Linked DNA regions of Mus musculus: all the other regions are linked to region 4. Evidence: chromatin contacts called from public promoter capture Hi-C and targeted proximity ligation data. All regions are on one chromosome and are shown on one strand. The core of a region is the stretch at or near the end of the contact, and the rest is flanking DNA. Distances in the headings are between cores, read along the strand shown. Region 1 overlaps Macrod1 (mono-ADP ribosylhydrolase 1). Region 2 holds the start of Plcb3 (phospholipase C, beta 3). Region 3 holds the start of Flrt1 (fibronectin leucine rich transmembrane protein 1). Region 4 holds the start of 2700081O15Rik (RIKEN cDNA 2700081O15 gene). Region 5 holds the start of Vegfb (vascular endothelial growth factor B).

Region 1 (2,700 bases), core at 146-2,645, 280 kb before region 4:
ATTTAGGAGGTGAGAATCCCCCCCCCCCACACACACACACACACACTCACACACACACACACACACACCATCTGATGTGCCAGACCGCCCAGGCTGGCAGCCCGCACAGCTGTGCGGCTCCAACGCCTGTCTCTGGCCCTTGCCTCTCATACCTGTACCTGGGCCAGAACGGGCAGCCCCAACTCAGCAGGCGTCTGGCACTAATTGTGAATTAATACGTTAATTAATAAGTGCCACAAACGACCTCGGTGAATCCTTCCAAAACCCTCCAGTTTCATCCTGCCCATCTTAAGGATGCCAAAGATAAGACTTTATTTTATCCAGAAGAGAAGCCAGGCAGGTTGAGTGGGAGCTCAAAGGCAGATCTGGGACCTCAAGTCCACCCTGGGCTGCCTTAGAGAATAGGATGGGCCTAAGAGCAGGAGGCCACAGTTGGAAGTGTGGGTCACAGCCTCCGGATCACACACCCACACACCCAGTTCACACAGCACACAGCAGGATCCTAAGAGGTGTTTCTGAATCAATGGATGATTGAACGTGGGAATGTGGGGGAAACCGAGACAGAAGCAGGCAATTGGGGGGCGGGGCCTGTGCCGGATGCCCAATGGCCCTCAGAAACCTGGATCTGCTTCTGATCCTTGTGGTTGAGTCTTGGCCTTTCCTGGGCCACAGAACTGACTTGTCTATCTTGGAAAAGCTCACTGTGGGAACACAACCCTTTCCCTAGAAAATGACACCATCACCAGATACGCAAGCATGCAAGGAAGTGTCAGGGTTCACGGGTCCCCAGGTCCCCAGGTTAGGGAACCTCTGGGTCATACATGAGAAGCCACAGCCCAAGCCAAGGTGCGCACTCCCCAATTCTGAGAGTATTCCTAGCTAATCTTTGCAGATCTAGGCTGAGGCTGACAGAGAATCCAGGGCACCAGGTGCAGGGTGCCTCATTATCTCTGCCCCAGAGCACTGGAGACCAATGACCTACACTGGGCTTCATTTGCATACAGGGGTCATAGGCATTTGGTTCATTATTATGCTTCATAACCGAGAGACAGCATATGTATTCTTTGCTATTTAGCAAATGTTATGTAATTATTAAAAAAAAAAAAAAAAAAAAACAGATCAGCTGGACCTAATTTTAGCTGCTGGGATTCCTGCCTTCGGGCATCCATGGCCTCTCCTGGCCCCGCTCAGGGCCGCCTGACTCCAAGCCTGTGCACTGAGACTGGAACAGAGTTGGTCCCAGCCCCGCTTTCGGCCCAGCTGCAGCTCGCCTCGCCCCTCCCCTGGAGCTGGGGGTGGGGCAGGGAGGGGCGACTTGAGTTCTGAGTCCATTCTATTTGGGCTCACATCAGCTTGTCTGCCGGGAGGATTTAGTGAGCGGCTGCGGTCAATAGTGCGTTTGTTTTGCTATCGACCTGCCCAGCAGCTCCCAGGCTGCCTGTCCCCCCTGCACAGCTGAGGCCTCTCCAGGCTGTGGGAGCCAGACCTGGAATCACCATAAGACCAACCTAGAGAGGCTTCCAACCTCTTGGCACGGCCAGTCCCTGCCCACAGCCTGGCCCGGGTGACTCAGTTCACAGCCCCTTCCTTCGTGGTCCGATTCTTGTGTTCCGTAGTCCAAGAGAGGATGAGGCATTGCAATCGCTGGCTTCACCAGACTCTGGGACCTCCTGCTTGACAGAGAACCCCCATAACTACCAGGCTCGGTGACTCTGGGACCTGCTTTGTGGAAAGCATAGCCTGAAGAGATGAAACACCTCATAGAAAGCAGTGGGTTTCTGGGGTGGAGCACTGAGGCCCCCTACCCTTCCTCCAGCAGTCCTCCAGGTCTGGTACCGGCTCAGTTAAGAGCAGTGGCCATGTAGGGAGCTTGGCTTCTTGGCTTCTGCTCAGACAGCCCCTGGGTTAGAGGATAATTGACAGACACCAAGTCTCTGACTTACACTTATTCATTCAACAAACATTACTGCTCTGGGCCAGGGCCCAGAGGTGAGGGCCACAGGCTGAAATCTGGGAGCCAAGCACCACACACAATTTTGCAGAGGGTAGAAAGGGATGTGGGTTCTCAGAGAGGTCTAGGGGCATGCTGTAGCTGGGAGGGGCTGCTGCCAGGGACTGGGAGTGGGTTGGGGAGGGGCATGGGAGCTTTGGTGGAGGCCTTTCTACAAACAGTTCTGAGGGATGAGTGGAATTTTGACAGGGGAGGAAGGCACAGCAGGAGGAGGGCCCAGCGGGGGCAGAGGCCTGGCGCACAGCCGGGTGCACAGGGAAACAAGAGAAGCACGCGGCCCCTCCGTGAACCTGAACCGTGGAAGTCTCTGGAGCGTGGAGCAGAGCCAGCCCCTCCTTGTCTACTTAGCCAATCTCTAGAGGGCTCAGTCCCACACACCCCCTTCCCCCAACTATCTCAACGGGGGTCCTCATCCCCTCTTCTTCCTCCCTTCTCCCTCCAAAATGAGAAAGAGGGGAAAAAAACTGTTATTGTTCACGCCTCATCTCCCCCCAAAGTTATTAAATTTCATTCCACGAACAAATAAATCCATTTTTATTGCAGCAGGAGGAGCGGGCAGTGGTTTGACTGTTTTACCTTTTTTATTTTTCAAAGTCCTGTTAAATCTGCTGGGATCAGCTGGGATGCCTCCTGTGCCCAGCACACTCCTCCCTCCGGCTTCTCCTCCTCCTCTTGGCCCAGCAGGCAAG
Region 2 (2,700 bases), core at 162-2,661, 450 kb before region 4:
TCAGGGGCCTAACCTCCAAAGGCCACCCAGGGCTCTGGCTCTTCAGTTCCAAACTTTGTTCAGCACCCCCACCCCAACCCAGGCCCTCTCCTTGTTTCCACTTCCTTATTTGGGTTTATCACACTGCAAGGAAAAGGAGAAACTTTTCCCTTTAGTCTGGCCTGGGGGAAGGGGTATCCTGGGGCCCCGGGGGTACCCACCCTTGCCCAGCACACCTGCAGCTAAGGCCACGCCCCCAGCCCCTCCCCTTAGTTCTCACTCCTGCCCCACCCTGCCGGAAAGAAACCCAGCGTCTTCCAGGCCTATGGCCCGACTGGGAAGGAACAGTAAGGAAACTCAGGCCGCCTGAGTTGAGGCCCTAGGGAGCAAGGAGCCCAGGGGGTAGGAGAGGGAACAGTACAGAAACGTGGGTGAGACGTGATATCTAGATAAGAAGCCGCAGGTGAGTATCAGGGAAGTACCTGAGAGAAAGCAATAAAAAGTGGGGACCAGGATTTATTGAGGTTCAAAGTCACTAAGTTAAGGAGTGGGGAGCAAAGTTCCCAGAGTTGGAGGAACCTGGAAAGGAACAAAGTCTCCGGTAAGGGGTGGCTCGGTGCTCCCATCTGAACAGAAAGCTCGCTGGAATCCAGAAGCAGGACGAAAGGGTATCAACCAGGGCAGGCTGGAAAGGGATGACTATAATGGCTCAGGCAAGCGAGGCACTGAGAAGAGTAGGATCCCAGTGGCACCCCACCCAAGGCAAGGATGTCCTATGCCCCCATGGGGGTCCTGTGCCAGGAACAGGGGTCTGGGGACCAGACCAAAAACTAAGAACCAGCATGGAGACTTTGATATTCATCGTTGGCAAGGGTGGAAAAGAGTGAGAAGAAGGACAGGATTTACAGGGGTTCAAAGTCTCCATGCCAAGAAGAGCCCAATTGACCACAGCTACTGTCTTGCGGGGGAGAAGAGCGGGGACAACGACAAAGTCTTCAATTACCAGGACAACAGGGGACTCAAGTTTCCGGAGTGCAACAAGGCTGGAATAGGGGGTGAGGTGGTCAGGCAACACTGAAGTGGGGGTCCCTGGCATTCATCTAGTCGAATGTGACTGAAGGAATCCTTCGATCTAGGCAGAGCAGAGGACAGCCCACTCACTTACCTCGTCCCATTTGATGAACTTACTCCCGCGCCGCAGGGTCTCCACCACGGTGGGCGGCTCCAGCTGCAGCGCGTGGACGCCGGGCCTCGCGCCCGCCATGGCTAAGCCAGGGGCGGCTCGGGGACCTACGGAGCCCCGACGGGAACCGACGGTGCCACTGCTCTCTCCACACGCTCCCGCGCGGCCCGCTCTGGCCCCGCGGCGTCAGCGCCCGCCCGCCAGCCAGTCTGTCCCGGACGGACCGGAGACTCGGCGCCCGGCCCCGCCCCCGCAGAGCCCCGCCCCGTCGGGCGGTGCCGCCCCCTCCCACCGCTATGGTGCCGCCCGACCCACGGCGGCGCCCCCTCGCGGTTGGGGCGGCGACTGCAGCCAAAGGGATGATGGATGGAATGGGGGGGGTCTTTGTTGGCCGGCTGACTCAGTAGGACTCTCTTTTTTTTGTCTTAGATAAAGTGCTATTGAGGGTGCACCTGGAAAGACGGGTGTTGGAGCCGCTCAAGACATGCCAAGGTCAGCCGGTTGAGGACTCAGGTGGAAAAGGCGAAGATAATAAGGTTAGGGGACACAGACCCTTGTCCTCAACCCGACTCCTACCGCACTTAATGAGCTCAGGAAACGTCGTCACCCCATCTCTCTCCATCCCACTCCACCCGCGTGCCCTCACTTTGCCTCTCCCCCTCCTGCTGCAGCACAGTCCCCCCTCCCAGGGAGCACTTAGCTGGCTAATGGGCCTCCCGCCGGCAGGCGCCCCTCCCCCGTCCCTAGCTCTGGAGGCCTGGAGCTGCCACCTCCTTTGAGGACCCAGGCATCCTGGTTTTCCAGAGAAAACCTTGCCGCAGTTCTTGTGCTGCTGACCCTGTGACGGGAGCCAGTCTCAGTGAACCTCTTAGTTGAACATAGTGAAAGATGGTTGTTTGCCCAGAGGTGGCAGAAGCCTCGTGGGTGTCCCCAAAGGAGGGGTTGTGCAGCTCCTGGCCCACAGCAGGTGCCCTGAAATCTGTGTTCCAGTGATCTGAGGAACCGAAGGGGCAGACCCATGGGCACCGGCCGGGGTGGGGGCTGTAGCCCCCCCCGCAGGGCTTGGCTGGGGGGGCTCCTGCCTGGGGGCCCCTGTGGGAGCCCCCCCAATACAGAGGAGGCAGCAGCAGCAGGTTTAAAGTAGAACTCATCCAGAGGGGCCAGCCAAGTCACCTAGAAACCCAGAAAGAGTTGGAGCTAGCTCTGGGGGAGGAGGGTCGGCTAAGGAGGAGCTTCCCTACCGGCGCCTTTGCCCCAGGCGCTCAGGCCTCCAGAGGAGCCCTGCCTGGCACTGGCTGTCCTCCAAATCGCCATCATGGCGGCAAACTTAATGAATCTAGTTGTCTTTGGCTGTGGCCTTGTGCAGTGGTGTGATTGTTATCTCCACTTGAGGCCCAGAGAGGGGAAGGGACTTGCCCAAGGTCACACAGCTTCCTGAGAGGATTTAACCCCTCTTTCTGCTTCCTGCCTCTGCTCCCTGGTCTGTAGGAGAAAAGGGGGGGGGGTGCAGGCCTGTCATCTCCCTCCTCTTCTTCTTC
Region 3 (2,700 bases), core at 122-2,621, 310 kb before region 4:
AGCCCCTCTCCTGGGGCAGAGCATGGGGAAGTGTCATTTTCCATCTTGGTAATGAATTGGGGCTTCCCTGCCCTGCCCAGGGCGCTGAGGGGTTCTGAAGTTGCCAGGATTACTGTTTGCAGAGGTATTGGCCCTCCCCTCTTCACCCTTGGGAGTCTAAGAGGAGCTGGCCTGGCCAGCCACTTGCTGTGTAGCCTTGGAAAACTCACCCCACCACTCTAGACCTGTCTGTCCCCTCCAGCCAACAGAAGGTCCATACAGGGGACCAGTGCAGATGATGCCAGTGTGACCCCTGACTGGGCCCACCCTGGATTTCTCTGGCCACAGCAGGGCAGGTCCAGGTGGAAGGGATCTTGCTAGTTTGAGGGTAACAGGCATCAAGGCTGGTGTCCTCTATCCCCTAAGCTCTTGCCTAACCATCACAAGGCTCACTGTCGTCCCCTCTGTACAGAGCAGGTGGCCAGCAGCCCTGGTAGGGAAAGGAAAGGCCCAGAAGGAGATAACCCTCCCTGCTGTGGCTCATTCCCAAGCGGTCTCCCTTACACCTGACAGAGCCCTGGAGTGGTCCCTACCCCAGCAAGCAGAAGGCTCCTGTTTGGGGGCCTTCAGAGGGCAAGACTCAGTTGTCCCTCTCATATGCCATGTCCCCTCCACGTGGAAGGAAGACTTGTCACCTTTCTTTACAGCACCACCCCTGGTGGCCCTCTCTCCTTTACCCCAAACTCTTACCTCCTCTGCTGCTGCTCCCTGGAGCCACTGGGTCCCACTGGTCACTGCTTCAATGTTCCAGGCCACACTCACATCCTTGGCCCCATGTCACCAGCAGGCTCAAAACCACAGACTACAACCCTGGGGCAGAGGGAGCACAGAGGCACACAGAGACTACAGAAGTCTTATAGTCTTCCTTGTGGCCAGGCCTCAGATATGCCTGCAGGTCCCCCGCTGCATCTTCGGCACCCTAGGCCACAGGCACCGATGGCTTGGCTCTCCGAAGTGAAGGTTGTGTGCTCGGGGTGCACGGGGCACCCCCGGGGACTCCTGAGCCGGGCATGCCCTACAGCCCAGAGCCAGTCCCCGGGGGATGTGGCCTCTCCTTGGCCACCACGTCCACCACAGCTCTTTGTAACTTTAGTCTTTTGTCCACAGGCTGCACCTCTCCCAAAATGTCCCTGCTAGGACTGTTGCCTTCTTTTCTTTACCAAGGTTTTTTTTGTTTTTGGGGTTTTTTTTTTGTTTTTGTTTTTTTTAAATCCCTTTAAGTCACTTGGCAGAATGGCTCAGTGCAGAGAGCGCTCTTGCGTGACAGAGCTGAGAGGGAGCCACTCTCCAAAGACTCAGTATTCCTGCCACTCAGGCTGCATCTGTGTGTGGGGGGGTCTGTTACCCCTCTGAGGAGTTCAGATGTTCACCGCAGGCTGCAGCCGCCTCGCCTCTCCTCACCTCGCCTCGCACTGCTGAGCTGTCAGGCCTGTGTGCTCCGCTTTGGGAAGCCACTTTAGGGGGCAGGGGCTGGTCTGCTTGGCTGCTCCTGTTTGTGGAGAAGCTTCTGAAGTGGGTGAGGCAGAAGGGTCGGTTACTCCTGCTTCAGCCCTGGGGCTCAGCTGTCCTGAGTGGGGCCTTTCTCGCCTACTGCCTGGTTCTTCACCTGCCAAAGAACACAAGTGATCAACCCCAAGAAAACAGAGCCATAGGGACAAGTACCACAGGCATCCATGGCCACAGCCCCATTGCTCTCATCCTTTCTCAGTCTCTGGGTTTTTTTTGTTTTTGTTTTTGCTTTTTGAGACAGGATCTCACTATGTATCCCTGGCTAGCCTGGAATGTAGATCAGGCTAGCTAAACATTCACACAGATCCTCAGGTCTGGTTTTGGTTTGCAGTACTGGAGATCAAAGCCAGGGCTTGGCAGGCGCTTTGCTGCCAAGCCACATCCCAGGATCTGCATCTTGGACAAGTACCACTTCCCTCCAAGCCAGGCAAGGGTCTGAGATTACTGTCCCCACCGCTTGTTACCCTTCCGTGTAACTGCCTGAAAGGATTGGGCAGACAAAAAAATGAAGTTTAGGGACTTGGCAAGATGGCTTAGAGAGTGGGTAAATACACCTAGCACCAAACCTGGAGATCTGAGTTCAGTCCCCAGGAGCCCACATGGTAGAAGAAGAGAACTGACTCTCACAAGATGTCCTCTGACCACACACACAAAATAAACAGATAAGTGTAATAATAATAATATCGTCACTATCATCAACAACCAACAATGAACAATGTTTGGGGAGTACCTGGCCATGCAGAGCCACCACCCAACCCAGAGCAGCCTCCATTTCCCCAGCACGTGCTTCTCTGACTAAATATCATTTGAAGGCTCCAACTGGGCCATCCTGGACTTGGCTTCCAGAACAAGCTCAGCTTTTCTGGCTCACCAAAGGCCAGTGAGGTAGGGTTTCCACTGTCCCTAACCTCTGTCCCTCAGCTGTCTGTCTCCTGTGGGACCAGGCTTTCTACACCCTGCTGCCCTTTCTTCTGTAGAGACCTGGGTGCTGCAGGCTGCCCCTACCAATACAGAACAAAACAATGTTATCCCTTCCTGGTTAGCAGCCAGCCAAAAAGGCCCAACTGTGGTATCTGCATTTCTCTGGAGGCACCCTTGTTTAGACAGGAGCTTTGATGGTGGATCTGAGGGCATAGGCTCAGCTGTCATCAG
Region 4 (2,700 bases), core at 24-2,523:
TGTCTAAGTTACCCGCATTAGTAGCAATCTTGTTCACTGCTGCATGTCCAGAGTGTCAGCTCTTGTAGCACATAGTAGGTGTTAAGTGTGAGAATGACTCCATGAATGGTGCCTTCTTTGACTGTGGTGTGCCTCCCCGACAGGGAGGGAATAAAACCCACTTCTAGACCCTCATGGTCTCTGGCATCCTGTAATTTGGATCTCCAGGCCTCTGCTTTGTTGTGGACGACTAACCAAAGGCTAAGGGAGGACCTGTTTCTCCAGCTGGCCCTGGCAGGACCCCAGGTTGCCTCGACCCTACAACCTTTCGAGGTTCCTTCTCCAGGCTTACCGGGAGCCTGAGACCTGAAGGTGTCCCTCGGCCGAAGCCAGAATTCGCCCCAGGGTTTTCCAGCCTAGGGATGCGAATCTCCAGCTGCCCATCACCAGGATCCCAGTCCCTTCTTTGCACCTTCGTCCTGTGCAGGAGCCCGGGGCTGAGCGGAGTGCCTCACCCGGTACCTATAGGCCTGCGGGGGCAGGAGCCTGAATCACCGCCGCAGTCTCCCTCTCTTTCCGGCTTCCAGCCCAGGGCCACCTCTGTTTCGGAACGCCGGCTGGCCAGGCGCAGCGTGCTAGCTCTCTTACACTCCTCTGCGCGCCCCTCTTCCCGGCTTGCGCTTTCGCGGCCGCCGCCCTCACTCTGGCCGGCTCCAGGGAAACCTCGCCCCGCCGCCCCTCCCCGGTAGAAGCCAGAGCTGCCAGCGCTAGCCCCAGGCTCCCGCGGGAGGGGGCGCGGCAGCCCCCACGGCTCCACCCTCTCCGCGGGGCCGCGGCCATCTGGGGCCCCTGCCAGGCGCGTCTGCTTGGGGCCCGCGCCCAGCTCCTGCGGGAGGACGAGGCACCCCGGAGAGGGGAACGGTGCCGCCGCACCGGGCGGTCCCCTGCTAGCGGGCTGCGGAGAGCCGCGCTCGGAGATGCCCCGAGGGGGCGGTGGCTGAAGCGCGTCGCAGCGGACTGGACACGGGCGCCCCTGGTCACCTCGGCGACTCTTTACCAGCCGGAGCTGCAGCTGCGGACGCGGCAGGGCGGACCCACGAGGGCGCTGAGGACCGTGCTCCCCGCGTCCGTAACAAGCGCCCGTTGCGGACTTGCCACCTCCCGCTTTCCCCGCACCAGCCCCCCGCGAGCTGGCAGGAGGAAATTGCGCGCGGCCCCTTTAAATTTACCCAGGAGCCCTTAAAGGAGCCCCAGGGGCCCCAGACAGGAATCCCCACCCCGGTCCAGCCCGCGCTGCCGAGCGAGCAGTCAGCCGTCCGTGCGGCCGGCCGCCCGTGAATGCGCCCCGCGCCCGGGGGCCCCGCGCACCGAGCGCCCCGCGTGCGCCGCCGCTGGCTCCGCGGCCCCGCGCCCCGCCGCCCCGGGGCCCCCGCTCCGCAGCGCAGCGCATGGAGCCCGGCGGGGACCACCGGAGCCGGAGCGGCGGCGGCAGGGGCGGCCCCGGGCCCGCAGTGACCTCGGCACGGGGCCGACGGCTGCCGCCCACCGCAGCGAGCGGCGGCACGGAGCCCGAGGAGGACGACGGCGGTAAGATCTGGGGCCGACGACCGGGGGTGGGGGGCCCCGGCGTGGGGGAGGGGAGGGCTGCGGCTCCGGGCCCCTCTCGGCCGCCGAACAAAGCGGGGGACGAGCGCAGGGCGGCTCGGGGCGCCACCTGGTGGGCGCAGAGAGCAGCTACAAGGCCCGCGGGGCGCTCCCTGCCCGTGGCGGGGTCTGCCCGCCGGGCTGGGGCGGATCCCTGCTCCTTAAAGGGCCCCGCGTTGCTCGTTTTTTGGGGGGGGGGGCAGCGACGTGGGAGTCGAGGTGCTGGAACTTGCGGCTCCCGCCCTTTCTCTTTCACACTCCCAGGTGGTCTGTCTTTTAAAGGCTTCCCAGTCCCTCTGTCCCTTTCTGAGGCTTTCCCCAGAGTAGCATAGCTCGGGATTCCGCTGTTCTCGGTTATGCCATCCCTTTCTGCGTGGCCTTGCTGGAGACGTGAACTCTTCCCTTCACGGTTACGCTACGAGAAACAAAGCGCAGCCTGCGTCCTGGGGGCCCCCGTCTGTCATACCCCACGTCGGGAAGGTCTTAGTGAGGGATGGGTTCGCACACGAAGGTGGATGCCCCACCCGTGCGTTGTCGCGTTTCAGAATCGATTTTGGCCCCAGTTTGTCAGCTGTACCAAGACCTGCCGGCCCTAGTTGGCCCTTAAAACCAACTGCTTTTTTTTGTCTCCCTTCTGTAAGGTTCATTGCCTTTAGATCAGCGGAGGTTCCATCCGTACTAGGGAGAGTGCTCTCTACTCTTTGAGCTCCTCTCCCTATAAGCCCCCGCCCCCCACCCCCCCTTTTTATTTTTTTGAAAAAAATCTCAGCTCCTCCTTTTTCTTTCTTTCTTTCTTTTATTTTTTTCTTCTTTCTGCTCTTAAAGGGCCAGTCTGCCTTAGATTTAACAGTGGTCCTGCACTGGAAAGATGCTTAGTAGGATGCTAGCTATTCAGTCAGTGCATTTGCAGACAAAGGCGTATAGGCCCAGAGAGCGGATGTGACTGACCTACCAAAGGTCACTGGGCAAGGCACCAGTGAAGCCAGATCTTGAATCTAATGTTTTTTCTATACCTCTACCTTAAAAAAAAGTAATGGAAGACAAACAAACAAAACCTTCAAACCAAAACAGACAAAA
Region 5 (2,700 bases), core at 185-2,684, 430 kb before region 4:
CCCCTCCCTGGGTTGGCCCAGCCCATAGGACATCACTGTCCCATCAACACACCTGACCCATAGGCCCTGGTACCTGCATTCGGACTTGGTGTTGCCCAGTGGGCACACATTCCAGGCCATCGTCAGGGCAGCAGCCACCACAGCGCTGCACAGTCACACAGCTGGGCACTAGTTGTTTGACCACATTGCCCATGAGTTCCATGCTCAGAGGCACCACCACCTCCCTGGGCTGGCATGTGGCACGTGCATAAACGTCTATCCATGGCACCACTGTGGGCAGACCCAGATGGATTAAGTTCTTATCAGGTCTCCTGAAGCTCCTCTGAGCATGTAGCCTCTCTGATACCCTATCACCACCACCCCAACCATCTTTTAAACCTGTCTTTCTCTGCCTTGTTTCTCAAGAAATGATTAAGCCCTCTGCCTCAGTTTCTTCCTCTATGGAATGGTATCGCCCAAAGGAGTTGGGATCACGCAAGATAAGGGATATGAAATCAGAGCAAGTGCTAACCCCTCTTAGTACTGGCTGGTGGCAAGTTATTGTTAACTATTATTACCTTTCTTCTGGTGGCTGGGGCCATCAAACTGGGACACAGGGGCCTGTGGGAAAGAAGATACCTGGGCCCAAGATGCACTCTAAAAGGGCTGGCCCTGTGGCTATGTAAGGGCTCCGTCCTTGAGTCAGGCTTCTGCGCCTTTCTGACACCTTTCCAGATTTATTCTGTTCCCAAGACCTTGGTTCTAATTTTTCTTGTATACTCAGACATCTGGTACTTTCCCTGGCCCAAGACCCACCAGGCATACTCTGGGAATGGTACTAAAGCCCAAGCCTTAGCGCTGGGCTTGTTTTAGGTCAGGAGCCAGGATAGTGGGAGACAAACGAGGTTCGGAGGGCACGGAGGCAGCTCCGCCCTACAACCGCCCAGGGGATGGGGTGAGGTGGGGGAGTGGCCCCAGGGGCATGGGCTAGGACTAGCGGGCCTTCGCCAAGGGGCACCTCTTAAGGGATATTCCCGGTTTGAACTGAGGATCCCCTCGACAGAGGTAGCAGGCGCCTCCCCACTTCCGCCAACCTTGAGAGGGCACCGCGGGCGGGCGGGCGAGCTAGCGAGCGGGATGTCGCGGACGCACGTACCTGGGTGCGAGCCAGCTGCAGCAGTGCAACAAGCAGCAGGCGACGGAGCAGGGGGCTCATGGTGCCCGCGGGGGGCGAGCGCCGGGAGCGCCCGCATGGCCCTAGCCCGGCGGCGTGGGGGGCGGCGGCAGCCAGAGCCCCATGGCGCGGGCCCGGGGACCCGGGGCGGGGCGCAGGGGGCGGCTCCTCCGCGGCCCCCTCCCGAGCCCTGGGCGCAGGCAGCGCAACGCAGCGCCGCAGCGACGGCCTGAGGAACAAGACAGGCAGGCGGCCTGTAGTGGCGGCGGTGGTGGCCGGGACGGCGGGCAACGGGGACGGCGGGGGGTGGCAGGGGGCCTGGCCGGGGCTGGCGGGCAAGAGGCTCATGTGACCTAAACACGCGCTCCCCACCGGGCCGCGGGCGGAGGCGGGGCGGGGGCGGAGCCGGTCCCCTCCAAACGCCCCCTCCCGCCGCTGCAGGGGAAAGGGGACACACCGCCCTGGAGGCCGAGCTCCGGGGGTCGCTGCCTCACGAGGGGAGGGGTGAGGAGATGCGTGACCTGAAGGACCGAATCGGACAGGCGTCTGAAAATGAGTTTATTGCACGTGTAGTTCTGGACAGGCAGCAGGGAGAGGACCAATGAAGGTCCCATTTAGTTAAGCCTCTCAGGGGCTTGTGTCCTGGGGCATGATCCTGGAGCTTTCTGGAGGCAGGGAGGGTTCTGCCCGAGGCTGCTGCCTCTGCTGGCGCTCCTGCTGAATCCTGGCTCTGTTGGCCCTGGAAAGAAAAACAGGATCAGGACAGACATCCTGGAGGGTGGTGCTGAAGCAGGAAGCAAAGTCAGAGCAGTGACAGACCTGGCCCTGGCCCGAGTGTCATTGTAGATGGCTGTAATGATCCGGTCCTTTTCATCCATGAAGCTGCGATGCACCTGCTCCAGCTTCCTGTGAAGGAATTGCAGTTAACTCCGAGTCTCCGAACTCTGGTGTCCCTCAAACCCTGGTCCTTGACCAGGTTCTAGCATCTCTCACACAACTTTACATCTCTCTCTATAACAGACACCAAGTGGCCCAAGTCCCAGAACTAGGTGGCACCCTAAGTCACTGGCTGTCCTGTGAAGAAGGTTGGTGAAACAGCTCTGAAATCAGGTTGCCTCTCCCAGAAGACTAGAAAGGGGGCATATTTAGGTAATCTCCATTGCTAGATACTACGGACAATGGGCTCCATCCTTTGGGTTTCTATGCCACAGAAAACTGGTATGACAGCATGCATTCGAGTGTATGGTGAGGTCCTGGCAGCTACCATGGACTGTCACTGTTATACGGCACTTGTCCTTCCTCGCTCTTTCTTTCTTTTCTTTTATTTTTTTTTATGGTTTTTTGAGACAGGTTTTCTCTGTATAGCCTTGGCTGTCCTGGAACTCACTTTGTAGACCAGGCTGGCCTCGAACTCAGAAATCCACCTGCCTTTGCCCCCCAAGTGCTGGGATTAAAGGCGTGCACCACCACTGCCTGGCCCTCTTTCTTTCTATATTGAGACACAGTTTAATGTAGCCTAGGCTAGCCTCAAACTCCATATGTAACCA

What was found. Promoter capture Hi-C pulls out the DNA fragments that hold promoters and counts their contacts. Capture Hi-C pulls out chosen DNA fragments and counts their contacts.
Region 1: a targeted proximity ligation map of pancreatic cancer cells shows a contact between it and region 4. A contact is called at or near these places in 2 of 39 promoter capture datasets (the SN4741 cell line and cranial neural crest), 1 of 484 Hi-C or Micro-C datasets (nephron progenitors), 2 of 130 datasets of targeted methods (forebrain and pancreatic cancer cells) and 3 of 9 other capture datasets (embryonic stem cells, liver and pancreatic islet).
Region 2: a promoter capture Hi-C map of second pharyngeal arch cranial neural crest shows a contact between it and region 4. A contact is called at or near these places in 5 of 39 promoter capture datasets (cranial neural crest, frontonasal cranial neural crest, maxillary cranial neural crest and 2 more), 1 of 484 Hi-C or Micro-C datasets (embryonic stem cells), 2 of 130 datasets of targeted methods (embryonic stem cells and pancreatic cancer cells) and 1 of 9 other capture datasets (adipose tissue).
Region 3: a contact with region 4 is called in a promoter capture Hi-C map of pancreatic islet. A contact is called at or near these places in 8 of 39 promoter capture datasets (the C10 cell line, cranial neural crest, embryonic stem cells and 4 more), 1 of 484 Hi-C or Micro-C datasets (embryonic stem cells), 3 of 130 datasets of targeted methods (embryonic limb bud, embryonic stem cells and pro-B cells) and 2 of 9 other capture datasets (liver and pancreatic islet).
Region 5: a promoter capture Hi-C map of embryonic stem cells shows a contact between it and region 4, with 4 times the contacts expected there. A contact is called at or near these places in 12 of 39 promoter capture datasets (the 3T3-L1 cell line, cranial neural crest, embryonic stem cells and 7 more), 3 of 484 Hi-C or Micro-C datasets (embryonic stem cells and nephron progenitors), 7 of 130 datasets of targeted methods (embryonic stem cells, memory CD8 T cells, neural tube and 2 more) and 1 of 9 other capture datasets (adipose tissue).

What each region holds. Positions count from the first base shown.
Region 1 is chr19:7,133,481-7,136,180 of GRCm38.p6, forward strand. The region is part of intron 3 of Macrod1 (mono-ADP ribosylhydrolase 1); the gene reads left to right. It overlaps Gm38621 (a long non-coding RNA gene), which reads left to right. Exons shown (of 2, transcript XR_877703.3): 2 at 2,201-2,559. It also overlaps a transcript of Flrt1 not described here. Among named protein-coding and RNA genes, the nearest start is that of Gm38621, 12 kb to the left of the region's middle.
Region 2 is chr19:6,968,403-6,971,102 of GRCm38.p6, forward strand. Plcb3 (phospholipase C, beta 3) reads right to left here and starts at 1,412. Exons shown (of 31, transcript NM_001290349.1): 1 at 1,145-1,412. The coding sequence starts at 1,243. Gm52400 (a long non-coding RNA gene) reads left to right here and starts at 294. Exons shown (of 3, transcript XR_003952919.1): 1 at 294-442; 2 at 1,592-1,698.
Region 3 is chr19:7,104,358-7,107,057 of GRCm38.p6, forward strand. Flrt1 (fibronectin leucine rich transmembrane protein 1) reads right to left here and starts at 1,372. Exons shown (of 2, transcript NM_201411.2): 1 at 730-1,372. The region is part of intron 3 of Macrod1 (mono-ADP ribosylhydrolase 1); the gene reads left to right.
Region 4 is chr19:7,416,352-7,419,051 of GRCm38.p6, forward strand. It overlaps 2700081O15Rik (RIKEN cDNA 2700081O15 gene), which reads left to right and starts at 1,274. Exons shown (of 5, transcript NM_175381.6): 1 at 1,274-1,566. The coding sequence starts at 1,428.
Region 5 is chr19:6,986,217-6,988,916 of GRCm38.p6, forward strand. It overlaps Vegfb (vascular endothelial growth factor B), which reads right to left and starts at 1,435. Exons shown (of 7, transcript NM_001185164.1): 1 at 1,136-1,435; 2 at 558-600; 3 at 74-270. The coding sequence starts at 1,195. It overlaps Dnajc4 (DnaJ heat shock protein family (Hsp40) member C4), which reads right to left. Exons shown (of 7, transcript NM_001357001.1): 6 at 1,973-2,059; 7 at 1,695-1,892. The coding sequence ends at 1,781.